3 separate regions of the Sus scrofa genome follow, and all the other regions are linked to region 3. Evidence: chromatin contacts called from public Hi-C and promoter capture Hi-C data. All regions are on one chromosome and are shown on one strand. The core of a region is the stretch at or near the end of the contact, and the rest is flanking DNA. Distances in the headings are between cores, read along the strand shown.

Region 1 (4,427 bases), core at 1,462-3,961, 120 kb before region 3:
TAGGCCGGCAGCTACAGCTCCGATTTGACCCATAGCCTGGGAACTTCCATATGACATGGGCGCGTCCCCCTCCACCAAAAAAAAAAAAGAAAAGAAGAAAGAAAAGGGTGGGATGCAGAGGCCTGGGTACCGAGTCTAGGCTTTGGCATCACAGGACTGGGTTTGACTCTCACTAATAACCTCATCGTGGTTTTAGCCTCCTGGTGCCTCCATTTCCCCAGCTGTCGAGTGAGACTAATGCTAACAGCAGGCCTTGGTGCAAGGGGTTTTGTGACCATAAAATGAGACGAGGATTGTAAAGTGCGAACGTAGGTGGTAGGCACAGGGTCGCCTCTTATAAACCATAACTGAAAAGTACGATGAGCTGTATTAAGCTATAAATTATCAACGGAGAGTTCTAGCGACTACATCTTCTTATAAATCCTCATCAGGTTAATAATTAAGAGCAGACAGAGACTGGGCAGTCAAAGGCTGGAATGTTCTGCGGCCACATTCTCTGAGGAGGGAGGTGCCACTCCCCTGGAAACGTGGAGCATCAGGGCAGCCTGCGGGGCCACTTTCCCAAGGATAGTCAACAGCCAGGTTGAAGTCCAACCACCCAAACAAACAGGCCTCCCTTGCCCGCCCGGCCAGGCCAGAATAGCCTCTTAGGTCACTGATAACCACAGGCCAGGGCTGGAGAGATGTTGATCCAACCAGCAGTGACCTCATTTCCTTGGGTTACAATCTCATGGCGGGTTGGGGGGGTGGGGGGCCGTGACCCACTGTGGTCACAAAACTGCCAGGGAGGGCCAGCCACCCAGAAAAGGAAAAGAATTGTGACCCGCAGTCCTTCCGGGATCAGCAGGGCTTCCCAAGGGTCAGAGAAGCTTCTGGTTGAGGACCAAACTCCCAGGCACAACCTTTTCTGCCTGGATTGTTCTGCGGAGTCCTCACCCCCGAGGACTGCCTTTGGCAACCCCTGCATCTTGCTCAAGAGGCCGTGGAGACCAAGAAGGCATCAGGGTCCCGGTAGCATCACGGATGGAGCCTGCGGCCCAGACAGGTGTCTCTTTTCACCCCCTCTCCCCTGCGCTGTCAGTGCCGGGGGCCGGACACAAGGCAAACGCTCAATGAAAGGCCCCTCATCTTTCTTCCTCTCCAGGGATGTGGTGGGACCAGACTGTCCAGAATGCCCCCAAGAGCCAGGAAGAGGAAGTCCTGGAGGAGGGGAGCAGGCGGGGCAGCGGGCACACACTGTGCTCCTGGGAAAGGGGCAGCCCTGCCCTGGTCCGTGGAATGAGCTTGCTCAAGGGCCCTGCACAGGGCGGCTGCAGTCACCAGCTGTGACATCAAAACGTAGCTCTTGGGGCGCTGCCTCAGCACCTCAGTGTGTTCAGCTGACCTCGGCTGAACATACTGCCCCTCCGAATGGTGGCAGGACACAGGGGAGGCCCCTTCTTAACTCGAGGGCAGGGACAAGGAAATGAACATTCACAGGGACCTCATGACATGCCAGGGGCTGAGCGGCCTCCGCGCCTTTCTCCTGTGAGATGGGGACGAGGTGTGAAATGAATAAATGCCTGAAAGGATATGGATGAGCAACGGGGTCCCTACTGCCCAGCACAGGGAGCTGCGTCCGATCTCGGGGTAGAACAGGACGGAAGATGCTATGGGAGAAAGTGTGGACATCCATATACGTGTGTGTATATATCTAAGTGTATGGCGGGGTCGCGATGCTGTACAGCATAAATTGATACACACCGCACATCAACTCAACTCTAACAAAAGAAATTTTCAGTCTATCAGGCACTACGTTAAGTACATTTCAGGTAAATCACCTTGTGAAATAAAGCCTTATGAAATAGGACACACCTTCCCCATCTCCGATCCTGCTTTGTTTTCTCTTCAGAGCCTTTATCCCTAACTGATACATTCCTTTTTATTCAATGTTGATGATCTGTGTCCCCCACCTGCATTTTCTCTAAGCAGGGAGCCACAGGCGGTGAACAGGCAGACCTGGCCCCTGACTTTTGGGGGCTCAGGACCAAGGCTGATTCCCATCAATACAGGGCAGTGTACAGGGCCCAGCCTGACTTGGTCCACCTCCTGCACGGTCTCCAGATTCTTCTCTGCCTGCTCGCTCTGCTTTAGACACACCAGCTCTCTATCTGCTCTTCCCATAGACCAGGTAATTCCTGCCTCAGGACCTTTGCACTTGCTAATGTCACTGCCTGAGATATATAAAGCCTTGCACCTGGTACCTGAGACACAGTCAGGGCTCCCTCCTTGTTGCTGTCACATGGGTACCCCCTGTCACCTTGCTCAGAACATGGGAGGCCTGCACTGCAGCCCCCTTTCCCAGGAACGGGGTGTGGCATACAGCAGGTGCCTGGCACAAGCAGGCCTCAATCTCTGGCTGCTCTCTCTGCTTTCACCTCCAAATCACAATGGGATGACCCCTGAGAGGTCCAGTGGCCCAAATGTGCAAAGACAGGAAGACACTTGACCGGGACAGAGTCAATTCCAAGACAGAGTCAATTCCCAGGGAAACAAAATCCTTCTCTGACCCCTGCCTGGTCAAGGAGTCGTGTCTTGGGAAGCCGACAAGCCTCCCCAGATGTGGAAAGGAGCCTTATCTCTGGCGCACCCTCCCCTGTTTGGCCAGCAATACTGGGCCCCAGAGAGGTTTGGCAACCTGCCCAGGGTCACAGAGCAGGTGGTAACTGAGCAGAGCCCTGGCCCTGGGTTTCCCAAGGCCTTGTCCAGTCCTCCTTCCACCACTCCATAGGGCGTCTTGGGGCACGGGTGCCATCAGGGTTAAAAACCCGCTCCGAGGAACAGAGAAGACAAATCCACCCCCTCCTGACCCCCCCCCCCCAACCAAAGGAGGGCAGGGTGCTGTTCAGAAAAGAGCTGGGGTAGGGGTGGAGGGGCCCAGACTGATTCTCCTGTGGGAGCAGGTCAGGGCCAGGTCCCTTCACCCCTCTGAGCCTCAGTTTCCTCATCTCTAAAGAGGGGGCGACAACCTCCCAGGACCAGCCGAGGGGTTAAAGCGGGTCGTGGTTATAGGGCAACAGAGACCCTCTTGGGCGCTCAGCTCTGTCTTCAGGGTCCTATCGTCTGATGGCTGAGAGGGAGGCAAAGGAAACCAAGAAATTCCGTAAGTGAAAAAGAAAATTCCAGTGCTGGACAGGGGAGTGGGCAGCCAGAGGCCCCTGAGGGCTTTCTGGGTTGTAAACATGGAAATGAAGAGGCTTGGAAGCCAGAGGTGAAGGCAGGAAGCTTCTGGGTTTAATTCATCTCAGAGGGGCATCCGATGAGGCCGTAACTGAATAATTCCAAAGGCATTCGGGGTTACACAGGCCCCGAGCATTTACTAGGTTATCTGAACAACGGCTGATTCTAGGAATCGGGGATGGATTCACCATGCGTCAGTCGCTGCCAGGAAGCCCGCACTGATTCCTCACCCAGTGTGGGCCTGGGGACAGGGAAGGGGGCTTGGTGGTGGGGGCCCGGCTCTGATGTCAGAACCTCACCCCCTCTCGGGTGGAGAGCTGCCTGTCTTCCTTCTCTGAATTCTTCCAGCTCGAACATCAAACGAGCCTGGGATGACTCAGAGGGAAAAAAGCCCACTGGCCAAACACAGGGACGGCAAACAGGAGCTTCCTCGACCCCAGAAGGGAACCAGCGTTTTCTCTTCAGCTTTAACAAAGCAACCTTGGGTTTGGCTCTCGGCTTTAAAACCCTTTTAAGAAACAGAGGAGTGGCTGATGCCACAGGCTTGGAAACGCCAGATGGAAGGTTTAGAGGTGTCTCTCCCTTGTAAAGCCCCTTTCCCCTTCTCATCTGCCAGTCCCCCTCCCCCACCGAAAGTTCTGGAACGCCCCTTGGGGAGGGGGGTGGGGGGGATGTGACTTACATTTCTGTTGTTATGAATCCGGTAAGCTCTGAGAGGAAGAGGAAGAAGATGAAGAGGCAGCAGCAGATGGAGACTGGAAGAAAGAAGGCAGACGCACAGTTAAGGGGGGGGGGCACTGATGGAGGAGGGAGCCCCCCCCCCCCCAAGGAAAGCTGCTTACAGGGAAGGGGACAGAGGCCCAGACCCTGCAAAGCCCCTTATTCTTGGCCTTGATAGGAAGCTTCCCCACTCCCATAAAAGTCAACCACCTTGGGAATGGATCTGACCTCCCTCCGACCCACCCATGTACAGTGACCCCCACACAGGCAGACCCCGCAAGGGGCCAGTCCGACTTCCTTCCACAAGGGCATTTTAATGCAGACATCAGTCAAAAACCAAGGGCTGCACATCGGTGGCCCACAGATGTATTCTGTTTGGCTCGAGTGACACATATTTTAAAATCTGGAAGTTCCCGCTGTGGTGCAATGGGATGGGCAGAGTCTTGGGAGCCCTGGGATGCAGGTTTGATCCCCAGCCTGGCACAGTG
Region 2 (4,838 bases), core at 1,872-4,371, 72 kb before region 3:
CCAATGGGCTTTCAGTTCCCCTGTGTCCATGCCCTAGGGAGATTTTTACATTTATTTCATCCTTTTCTCCTTCCTAAGCAACATCCCTGCTCCAGAACCTACTATGGCTCCCCACTGCCTGCTGCACAAGCAGACCCCAAGCCAAGTCCCTCTGGGTGGCCTACAAACCAGGTCCACCTCACCCGCCGTTGTATCCCCTGCCCTTTCTCACGCCGCTTCCCCTGCCTCCCAATCCCATCAGGTGCAGAGCTCCTGGGCTAGAAGGCTGACCCGTCCCCTGACCCCACCCCCACTCTTACTCCCGTCCCTCCCCCAGGAAGCCCCCAGCCGCCCAGTTCACTCCTGGCTCGTGTACCATCAGCCTCTAGCCTTCTCTAGCCAAGTGCTGTTGCCCAGGAGGCACCGAAATTCCTCTCCAGCCTGTACGAAATGACCTCACCTTTCTAAAAGGTTTCTTTGCTTCCCGTGATCAAGGCTCAAGCCCCCCAGCCTGGACTCGGCATTCCGGCCTTGCCACAGCTTCTCCAGCCTGGCCTCAGAGTCTTACAGAAAAGACACACTGCCCGCCCCCCTGGGGACATAGGGACTGGGGGTGGAAGGCGGGGATGGTCACCGATAAGGCACCTGTCTTTCTTTGGCCTCAAGTGCTGTCAAGTTCCCTCCTGCCAGCAAGCCGGGAACTAAGCCACCAGTCCATTGTCCTTTTTGTGAATTGAATAGGATATGACTTGCAATTTAATAAGTGACATTAGTTGAAGGTCAATATTTCCAAAACATCAAGTCTGTGTGGAAAATGTGACTCAAAGAAGCCTCTTGGCAGAGAGACTGGACAACGCAAGAGCCAGTGGCTGCTGGCCTGGCTCCCTCCGGGTTGCACCCACGTCCGTCTCAGCAGCACAGAATTGCAGGTTGCCCAGAGCACAAGAACCCACCAGTTCCCCGCTCAGAGCTGCTCCTGCTGTGCTGAGGGTCACCCCTCACTGCCCCGATGCCTTCTCCAGCCAGTGGGCCAGGGCTGACAGTTCACGCCCACCTCTGCCTCTGGAGGGGCCTCAGCCCTCGCCCTGGCATCTGCCCAGGTCTGCTCATCACAAGGCCTCGAGGTGGCACTACCCCTCCAGAACCCACACCACGTTAGATCAGAATGTGCCCAAAGACACCTGGACCTTCTTGCCCACCTCTTTTTTTTTTCTTTTTTGGCCACCCCACAGCGTATGGAGTTCCCGGGCCAGGGATCACATCAGAGCCATAGTTGTGACCTACAAGGTAGCTGCAGCAATTCCGATCCTTAACCCACCGTGCCGGGCCCAGGATCAAACCCACATCCCAGAGCTCCAGTGATGCTGCTGATCCCATTGTGCCACAGCGGGAACTCCAGCGACTCTTGATCCTTTAAGGTCCCTCTTCTCTGCTGGGATGGAAACTCCACGAAACCAGGTACCATGTCTGTGGTGGTCAGCTTCACACCCCAGCACCAGCAGAGCACATGGCACACAGCAGGTGCTCAATGGATAACTGTGACATAAACGAGTGAGCGCATGAGCAAGCAGAGCACCGGCTAGACTGAGACCATCTAGCCAACAAGCTCTGGGTGGAACCTCTGGCCCAGCCAAGTCGCATGCAGAGATGTGAGGGGGTCATAGGAAGCCACGATCCCTGGATCCAGACCAGGTCGGGGAGGCAACTGGGTGCTTCCTCTCTGGCCCCAACTGTCCTCCTGGAAATCAGTGTCACCATCCCTACCTGGAAGTGTTTCCTGGTGTTCTGAGCAATGCCACTTGAGGGGAGGGGGTGCCGTGACCTCTCACACCCCAGCCCTTTGCAGTTCCCACCCAGGGCAGTCACCCCCATGCCCGCCCTGCCCCCACAGGAGTTCCAAAGTCCAATCTGCCCCCTCCGTCATTTCATCTCTAAAATAGGGGCCAAGTGCCTTGATCCCAGCATCCTGAGACTCCCACATCAAAGAAGATGCTGCTGTCAATTCCACACACAGATACCTTTTTTTTTATTTCTTAAATTGCTGTTGTAACAAATCCTATGTGGAATCATTGCAACAAATCCATATTCCCTGAACCCTAAGAATGTTAGGGAATTTTCACAACCACCGTCTGAGCTGGGTGGGCACCACTTACTCGCTCCACTCACAGCAGAGGAAACTGAGGAAGCCGAGGAAGGGAGTCACTGGGCCAGCTGAGCAAACAACAGGGCCAGGCACAAGCCAGGGTCCCTGCTCAGGTCTCCCCCTGTCCGGATCATTACAATGCCCCAGAGAGGCTGCTCGCAATACGGAGCCCAGGATTTCCCGTTGTGGCTTGATTTCAAGCTTGGTCTCCGAGTCTCCTGTGAGGCTGTCAGTGATTTTCAGTTAGCGAATCTGATTAGCATCCATGAGGACGCAGGTTTGATCCCTGGCCCCACTCAGTGGATCCAGGATCCCGCATTGCCATGAGCTGTGGTGTAGGTTGCAGACTCAGCTCGATCTGGCGTGGCTGTGGCTGTGGTGTAGGCTGGCGGCTACAGCTCCAATTGGACCCCTAGCCTGGGAACCTCCATATGCCACGGGTGCGGGCCTAAAAAGCAAAAAAATTAAAAATAAAATAAAATAAATAAATACAGAGCCTGGGGCCCCGATTCCCCACATCACAATCTCTCGGTGGGGCCATGGGAATCTGCATTTGAACCAGCAAATTGCCCCCAGCTGGCTGGGCAGATGGTGACTCCCTGGGCCTCGATTTTCCCATCTGGGAAAGGAGTCGCCCCTTTCACAGAGGCGACTCCTTTCCCAGAGAACTGCTGTGGGCAGTCAAGCAAGGGAAATGCTGGGTGGTGCATTCTCCAAACAGCCAGGAGCTACCTGGCAGAAGGTTCCACTGAGGAAGACGCTCTGCGGCAGCCTGATCAGCCCTTCCACTTTCACTTCTAGAGTGCCTGGGGCTAGAAAGGGACTCTGAAGGCTCCTGTGCCCTGCCGTGGGGGCTGCGGCCATGACTCTTCCAGCTGCTCACACCTGGGGCAGCAGCAGACCCACGAGCCGCTCACACGTCACAGAGCCTGCAAGGCCCAGGGCCCATTTCTACCTATCGTGTCTTCTGTGCGAGATCTTTCAGGCAACAGCACAGGGCAAACTGGTTTGGCATGTGAGAGGGTGGACACCCAGTCCACGTCCCACGTCACCTTGCTGGGGAGTGACGCCGGCTGGGGCACTGACGGCCACCTCGTGGGCCGTCAGCCAACACACACATGCATAATGACACACACACTTATACACACATATACACACAAGCAAGTGGCTCTCCCTTGGGGGCCTCACCCTTGGCCAAGCCCACGTGCCCCTCTCCTCTGGGGGGTTCCTGCCAGCATGCTCATGTGGATCCCAAAATGAATTACAAAATGACAGCTGTAACGCCACCGCCTGCAGGGCCAGAGTCCCAACTTGTAGCCCATATCACGGTCCAAGCACAGAAATAATGGAGCAAACTAAACAAACATCAGAGCCACGTATACGGGGCACTTAAGCACGGTGGCTGCCGTGCTGAGCGATTTAGCCAGGTTAGCTCAGGGAAGTTCTACTGTCCCCTGGGAGCAAGGGACCATCGCCATCCCCGCTGATGGCGTGGGTAAGGGGCCAGCAAGTCAGCTCTGCAGGTAGCTCAACCCCAGGGAGACGGCTTGCTCACTATTTGACACAGTTTTTTCTGCGTGCCCATCACCGTCCTGGGCCCTGAGGACCCAGCCGTGACCAAGGCAGAGCAAGGCACTGACAGGCTGATGGGAGGCTCGGAGAGCAAGCTGGAAACTCTGGTTTCTACTGTCTCTCAAAGGTGACGGGTTCTTTCCAAAGGGAAACCTCTCTGTCTAGGTCCCTGGGGGTCCACTGTCGACAGGAAGCTGTAGAAAGACCCTCTGAGGAGGTGCTCTGGGTTTGATGACACTGGCCTGCAGGCTAACCCCCGACATAAAGCACCTGAGCAGACCACACTAGCGTTCTGAAAAATTAAAAACCATTTCTGAGTCTCACTCTTATCGCTACTCCTCCGTATGGAGTGGCTTTTTTTTTTTTTTTTTTTTTTTTTGCTTTTTATGACGGCACCTGGTTCCTAGGCTAGGGGTGGAATTGGAGCTAAAGCCGCCAGCCTGCGCCACAGCCTCAGCCACGTGGGATCCAAGTCCCATCTGTGACCTACACCACAGCTCACAGCAACGCCAGATCCTTAACCCACTGAGAGAGGTCAGTGATCGAACCCAAGTCCTCATGGATACTAGCTGGATTCATTTCCACTGTGGCACAACAGGAACTCCTCATCCCTGCTTTAGATCAAGTGTGTCAGGAAGTGTCATAAATGCGGGAAGGAAGTGGAGGGGCCACGTCACTGAGTTAGGACCTACCATGAGCTGTGGGATGCTCTCTCCACTCCGAGCAGTAATCCTGTGGGGTCAGGGTTCATGTCCCCATTTGTAAGCAGAAAGTAGGCTCAGAGGGGTAAAGCGAGCTGCCCAAGGACACACAGTGAGTGGGTGGAAGCATCGGGGTTGGGATCCAGGTGCCCGAGGCTCCGAAGCCCAGCTGTCCCAGGTCTGCCTGGCACCTCCCAACAGTGGCTCTAGAACAAGCCGAGTCCCGGGTGGCTGACTCTTCACGCTCCGGTGAGTATGGGGCAGGCGGAGGGCCAAGGAGGGTGACGCGTCTGTGTGGCCCCCCAGGAGGGGCGGGTGGGGCCGGGCAGGGAGGAGGTGGGTGGGTGAACCCTCTCATGCCTCCTTTGACTCAGGGTGAACTCAGCTTTGACAAAGCACCCGGCTTTGCCAGTGCCCCAGTTTCGAAGCTCGGCCAACCGAAG
Region 3 (4,470 bases), core at 181-2,680:
CTTAGAGCACCCAGGATGGGGATTTCGAGTTAAGCCCATATTAGTGGCGAGAACCAGGGCGTGGGGGCTGGGCCCGGCTCCTGTTCCTGACTCCTGTTCCCAGCTGGAGGCTCCCAGCCCAGGGCAGAGTTAGGTGCTCAATCAGTGCACATTTGGGGAATAAAGAGATGGAGTGGCTACAACTGTCTTTAAGTAAACGTGACCCAAAACATGTCTGGCGGCCTCGGGAGGGCGCTGTCGAGCCGCGCTGGGGGGGGGGTCCGCCTCCCTTAACACGGAACCCCGCAGTCCTCGACCTGACTTTACGACCCCCCCGACCAGGATTTCAGCCCTCTGAAATCTTCTAACCTTTCTTAGTTCACAATGGTCTGGGCAAGCACATGACTGAGAAAGACCTTTTTCCTCTTGGGTTTGACTGGAAGGCATTTTACTTGTTAAATGTACATTTTATTTTTAAGTAACAGGAGAGTAGTCTGGGGAGTAGGAAAATATTTCCCTGAACACCTCCACCCCAACTCACCCCGGTTGTTCTTGGCTGGACAAACTCGTTAATTTTCCTCCAACCTTCATTTCAGGCTCCTCTCTGTCCCTCGACCCCCAGCAGCGTGATGCTGGGCAAGTAAATAGCCTCTCCTTGAGAACCTGTTTCCTCGCCTGTTGGGGATGAGGAAATGAGAGAAAGGGGCCCACATCTCTGCAAAAACGCAGGAAACCCCTTTCCGTTCTGCTCTGCGGCGGAGGGGGCGCGGGGAAGGGGCACAGGGCGGGGGGAAGGGAGGCGGAGGCCGGTGGCATGCGGCCTGATCTCCCAGCCGCTCTCAACACCGAGGTCAGCCTTCAGCTGCTCGCGCGCCCTTCCTCTCTCCTCCCTGCCGGTCCCGGAGAGTAGCTCGGGCCAGCTCCCCGGGGACGCGCCAGGCGCAGGCCGGACGGCCCGGCGGGGGATGGGACCCGAGCCAGAGCGCAGCCAGCGGACCCCACTCAGAGGCCGATGACGTCTTCCCCTTTGGCTCGGCCGGCGCCAAGCCCGGCAGGGCGGGTGACGTCACCACACCGGTCACGTGACCGTCATTCAAACAAACAACCCCCTCCCCTTGCGCGCGCGCGCGCGCGCGCGCCTCCGCGCGCCCCTCCCCGCCCCGCCCGCCGAGAGGCCACATATAAGCGCGCTTCCCGCGGGTCTGACTCGCCGTGAAGGACGTTGGGGTTGTAGGTTCTACGCGGGTTGGAGGGGCAGGCAGGGGAGCAGTAAGGAACCCGAGGCGGTCGAGAGACCCGCACGAAGACCCTTCGCTCAGCCCAGAGGCAGTTTGGAGTTTGGCTTAAAGAAAACGAGGGTCAGGCTTTTCCTCGAAAGCCGTCGCCCTCCCCTTGGCTTCCGAGGACAAAGAGCACAAGAAGACTTCACGCTGGGGGCGCTGGGGCCGGCCATGGTCATGGAAGTGGGATCCCTGGACGCCGGAGGCCTGAGGACGCTGCTGCGGGAGCGCGCGGCGCAGTGTCTGCTGTTGGACTGTCGCTCCTTCTTCGCTTTCAACGCCGGCCACATCGCCGGCTCCGTCAACGTGCGCTTCAGTACCATCGTGCGGCGCCGGGCCAAGGGCGCCATGGGCCTGGAGCACATCGTGCCCAACGCGGAGCTGCGCGGCCGCCTGCTGGCCGGCGCCTACCACGCCGTGGTGCTGCTGGACGAGCGCAGCGCTGCCTTGGAGTGCGCCAAACGCGACGGCACCCTGGCTCTGGCCGCCGGAGCGCTCTGCCGCGAGGCGCGCGGCGCGCAAATCTTCTTGCTCAAAGGTACGCCCTCGGGGACGCTCAGGGGCGGGCCGCACGCCCCCTGTCGCCTAGCCCGGGGACCCCCGGCTCTCAGCATCTAGGGGACTGCCCCACCTGGAGCGCCTGGGCGCTCGATCCGCATTCTGGGGACTTGTTGGCTTTGTTTGGTCTGTGAACAAAGACTCGCCTGGGCCTCTCCGGGGTAAACTTCCAGTCCCGTTGGATAGCGGAGTTGTTTGAAGGGTGCCCTGTGTCGGCGGTACTAATGGGAAAAAAAATGTCTCTTTGTATTCCCAGGAGGATATGAAGCTTTTTCTGTTTCCTGCCCGGAGCTCTGCAGCAAACAGTCGACCCCCATGGGGCTCAGCCTTCCCCTGAGTACTAGCGTCCCTGACAGCACCGAATCAGGGTGCAGTTCTTGCAGCACTCCACTCTACGATCAGGTTAGTAGGGGGCCTTACCAGAGGGGAGAAGGAACAGCTGGTAAATGTAGGAGAATATAGAAAGTGACATGCAGCTTTATTTATAACGGGGGACACGGGGATATTTATCCCGTGGTTAAGTGGTATGATGGAGCTGAGTCTCTAATTGTTGGCACTACAGAAGTGAACTTTGTTGGCCCTGCCCAAGCAACTGGGCTTAGTCCCCTATTTTCTATACCAGCAAGATGCTGCGAAGGTCACCCAGTATTGAAACTGACTTGTTCAGGGAGTTTTTGTGGGTGTGGGCATGAGCATTGCCATTGAACAAGGCTTGACAAGTGTTGGATGTTTCTGGATTTCAGGGTGGCCCAGTGGAGATCCTACCCTTTCTCTACCTGGGGAGTGCCTACCATGCTTCTCGCAAGGACATGCTGGATGCCTTGGGTATCACTGCCTTGATCAACGTCTCGGCCAACTGTCCCAACCATTTTGAGGGTCACTACCAGTACAAGAGCATCCCCGTTGAGGACAACCACAAGGCGGACATCAGCTCCTGGTTCAATGAGGCAATCGATTTCATCGGTAAATAAGTGGAACAAGATGCCTGGGACCTGTGCCTCCCTGTTTTAGTTTGAGCCACCGAGCCTAAACTCTACAGCAAGAACTTGAGGGACATTCTTTTAAGCTGTAGACATTACTCTCAGTCAGGTGTGGGTGGCATCCCTATGAAGCATAGATTTGATGTCCCACTTTACAGGTTAGCAAACCGAATCTCAGAATGTTGACTTAATTTGTCCCACATGGGTCTGCTCACATGCCCTGGTCTGGGTTTACATGCCCTGTTCCTCTTGCGCAGTGCCCCCATCCGCCTCCAGGAACAGGGCCCATGTGATGGCATGAGGTGATAGTGACCACCTCTGGACAGGACACACACAGCATCTCTTAGACACCCTCTCCCTGGGGTTGGGGTTGTTCTCCTGGGCTCTCAAGTAACCCGCTGCCCTTTGTTTTCCAGATTCCATCAAGAATGCCGGCGGAAGGGTGTTTGTCCACTGCCAGGCGGGCATTTCCCGATCGGCCACCATCTGCCTCGCTTACCTCATGAGGACTAACCGAGTCAAGCTGGACGAGGCCTTTGAGTTTGTGAAGCAGAGGAGGAGCATCATCTCCCCCAACTTCAGCTTCATGGGCCAGCTGCTGCAGTTTGAGTCCCAGGTCCTGGCCCCGCACTGCTCGGCGGAGGCTGGGAGCCCGGCCATGGCCGTGCTGGACCGAGGCGCCTCCACCACCACCGTCTTCAACTTCCCCGTCTCCATCCCCGTCACCCCACGAACAGTGCGTTGAGCTACCTTCAGAGCCCCATCACGACCTCTCCCAGCTGCTGAAAGGCCACGGGAGGTGATCTTCACAACCCACCGGGACTCCAGGCTCCTTCTTGCAAGGAGACATGCAATAACTCCAAGGAAGGGGGCTCGCGAGGGCTGGTCCTTCCTTATTTAATTTCATCCGAATTCCACTGGGTTCCTGGGCGGTCCTGGGGATGACTTGGCGCCAAGACCGTCTGCTGAACTCAGCACATTGGGGACCAACATGCCGTGCGTGGGTGCATCAAGTCTCTGACAAAAGGGGCAGAAGAGAGAGGACTCGGTGTGCGAGCCGATTTTTTTCTGCTGGGCCCTGTTTCCTGAAGAAACTTCATGCTTGACATACCTACCAGTGTTACCATTCCCAATGACACATACGTATGAGACTGGACTTGATTTTATTTATTTTTGTGTCGGTGATCCGCCTTCACAGTTGTCAGCGTCTACTCCTAGAAGAACCATATACCTCAATTTTTGTGTTTGAGTACTGTAACCTCTTGTAAATAGATCCTGAGCAGGTTTGTTTTCAGCACTGATGGAAAGCAGCAGTGTTGGGTTTGTTTGTTTTTTAAGTTGCCAACAGTTGTATGTTTGCTGATTATTTATGACCCGAAATAATATATTTCTTCTTCTACGAAGACATTTTGTTACATAAGGATGACTTTTTATACCGCAGAATAAATTATGGCATTTCTATGGAAATCTCAATGCTTTATTTGTTGGGCAGCCCCACCGATCCCTCCCCCAGCACTGAAATAGGGGAGAACCAGGGCCTCTAGAAGGTGTGCGGGCATCTGATCCCTTGCTCCTCTGATGCTCCTTCAGTCTCACAAGACGACTGGGTTGCCAGGGAGGTGGAGAAGTGTGGATCTGTCATTAAAAAAACAGGTGCCGGAGCTGAACTGTTA

What was found. Promoter capture Hi-C pulls out the DNA fragments that hold promoters and counts their contacts. Hi-C and Micro-C count contacts between places; a contact is called where the count stands out from the background.
Region 1: a contact with region 3 is called in a promoter capture Hi-C map of liver, with 9 times the contacts expected there. The contact joins the enhancer-like site here to the promoter of DUSP1 in region 3. A contact is called at or near these places in 3 of 5 promoter capture datasets (fetal skeletal muscle and liver), 11 of 47 Hi-C or Micro-C datasets (embryonic fibroblasts, fibroblasts, liver and 3 more) and 2 of 2 datasets of contacts at active chromatin or transcription factors (alveolar macrophages and skeletal muscle).
Region 2: a contact with region 3 is called in a Hi-C map of liver, with 1.9 times the contacts expected there. The contact joins the enhancer-like site here to the promoter of DUSP1 in region 3. A contact is called at or near these places in 3 of 5 promoter capture datasets (fetal skeletal muscle, liver and skeletal muscle), 12 of 47 Hi-C or Micro-C datasets (adipose tissue, embryonic fibroblasts, fetal liver and 5 more) and 2 of 2 datasets of contacts at active chromatin or transcription factors (alveolar macrophages and skeletal muscle).

The regions. Positions count from the first base shown.
Region 1 is chr16:51,336,775-51,341,201 of Sscrofa11.1, forward strand. It overlaps ERGIC1 (endoplasmic reticulum-Golgi intermediate compartment protein 1), which reads right to left. Exons shown (of 10, transcript XM_003134052.6): 3 at 3,902-3,974. Among named protein-coding and RNA genes, the nearest start is that of RPL26L1, 62 kb to the left of the region's middle. Within about 2 kb of position 2,712, at least 29 of the 83 cell types and tissues checked have an H3K27ac peak or open chromatin away from gene starts, as enhancers often do. A contact at or near this core is called in embryonic fibroblasts, liver and retroperitoneal adipose tissue, where this site is marked.
Region 2 is chr16:51,383,035-51,387,872 of Sscrofa11.1, forward strand. The region is part of intron 1 of ERGIC1 (endoplasmic reticulum-Golgi intermediate compartment protein 1); the gene reads right to left. Among named protein-coding and RNA genes, the nearest start is that of ERGIC1, 18 kb to the right of the region's middle. Within about 2 kb of position 3,122, at least 17 of the 83 cell types and tissues checked have an H3K27ac peak or open chromatin away from gene starts, as enhancers often do. A contact at or near this core is called in fetal liver and liver, where this site is marked.
Region 3 is chr16:51,456,832-51,461,301 of Sscrofa11.1, forward strand. DUSP1 (dual specificity phosphatase 1) reads left to right here and starts at 1,431. Exons shown (of 5, transcript NM_001256075.1): 1 at 1,431-1,797; 2 at 2,074-2,219; 3 at 2,561-2,780; 4 at 3,214-3,519; 5 at 3,522-3,583. The coding sequence starts at 1,431. The coding sequence ends at 3,583. LOC102166710 (a long non-coding RNA gene) reads right to left here and starts at 1,051. Exons shown (of 5, transcript XR_001304774.2): 1 at 521-1,051.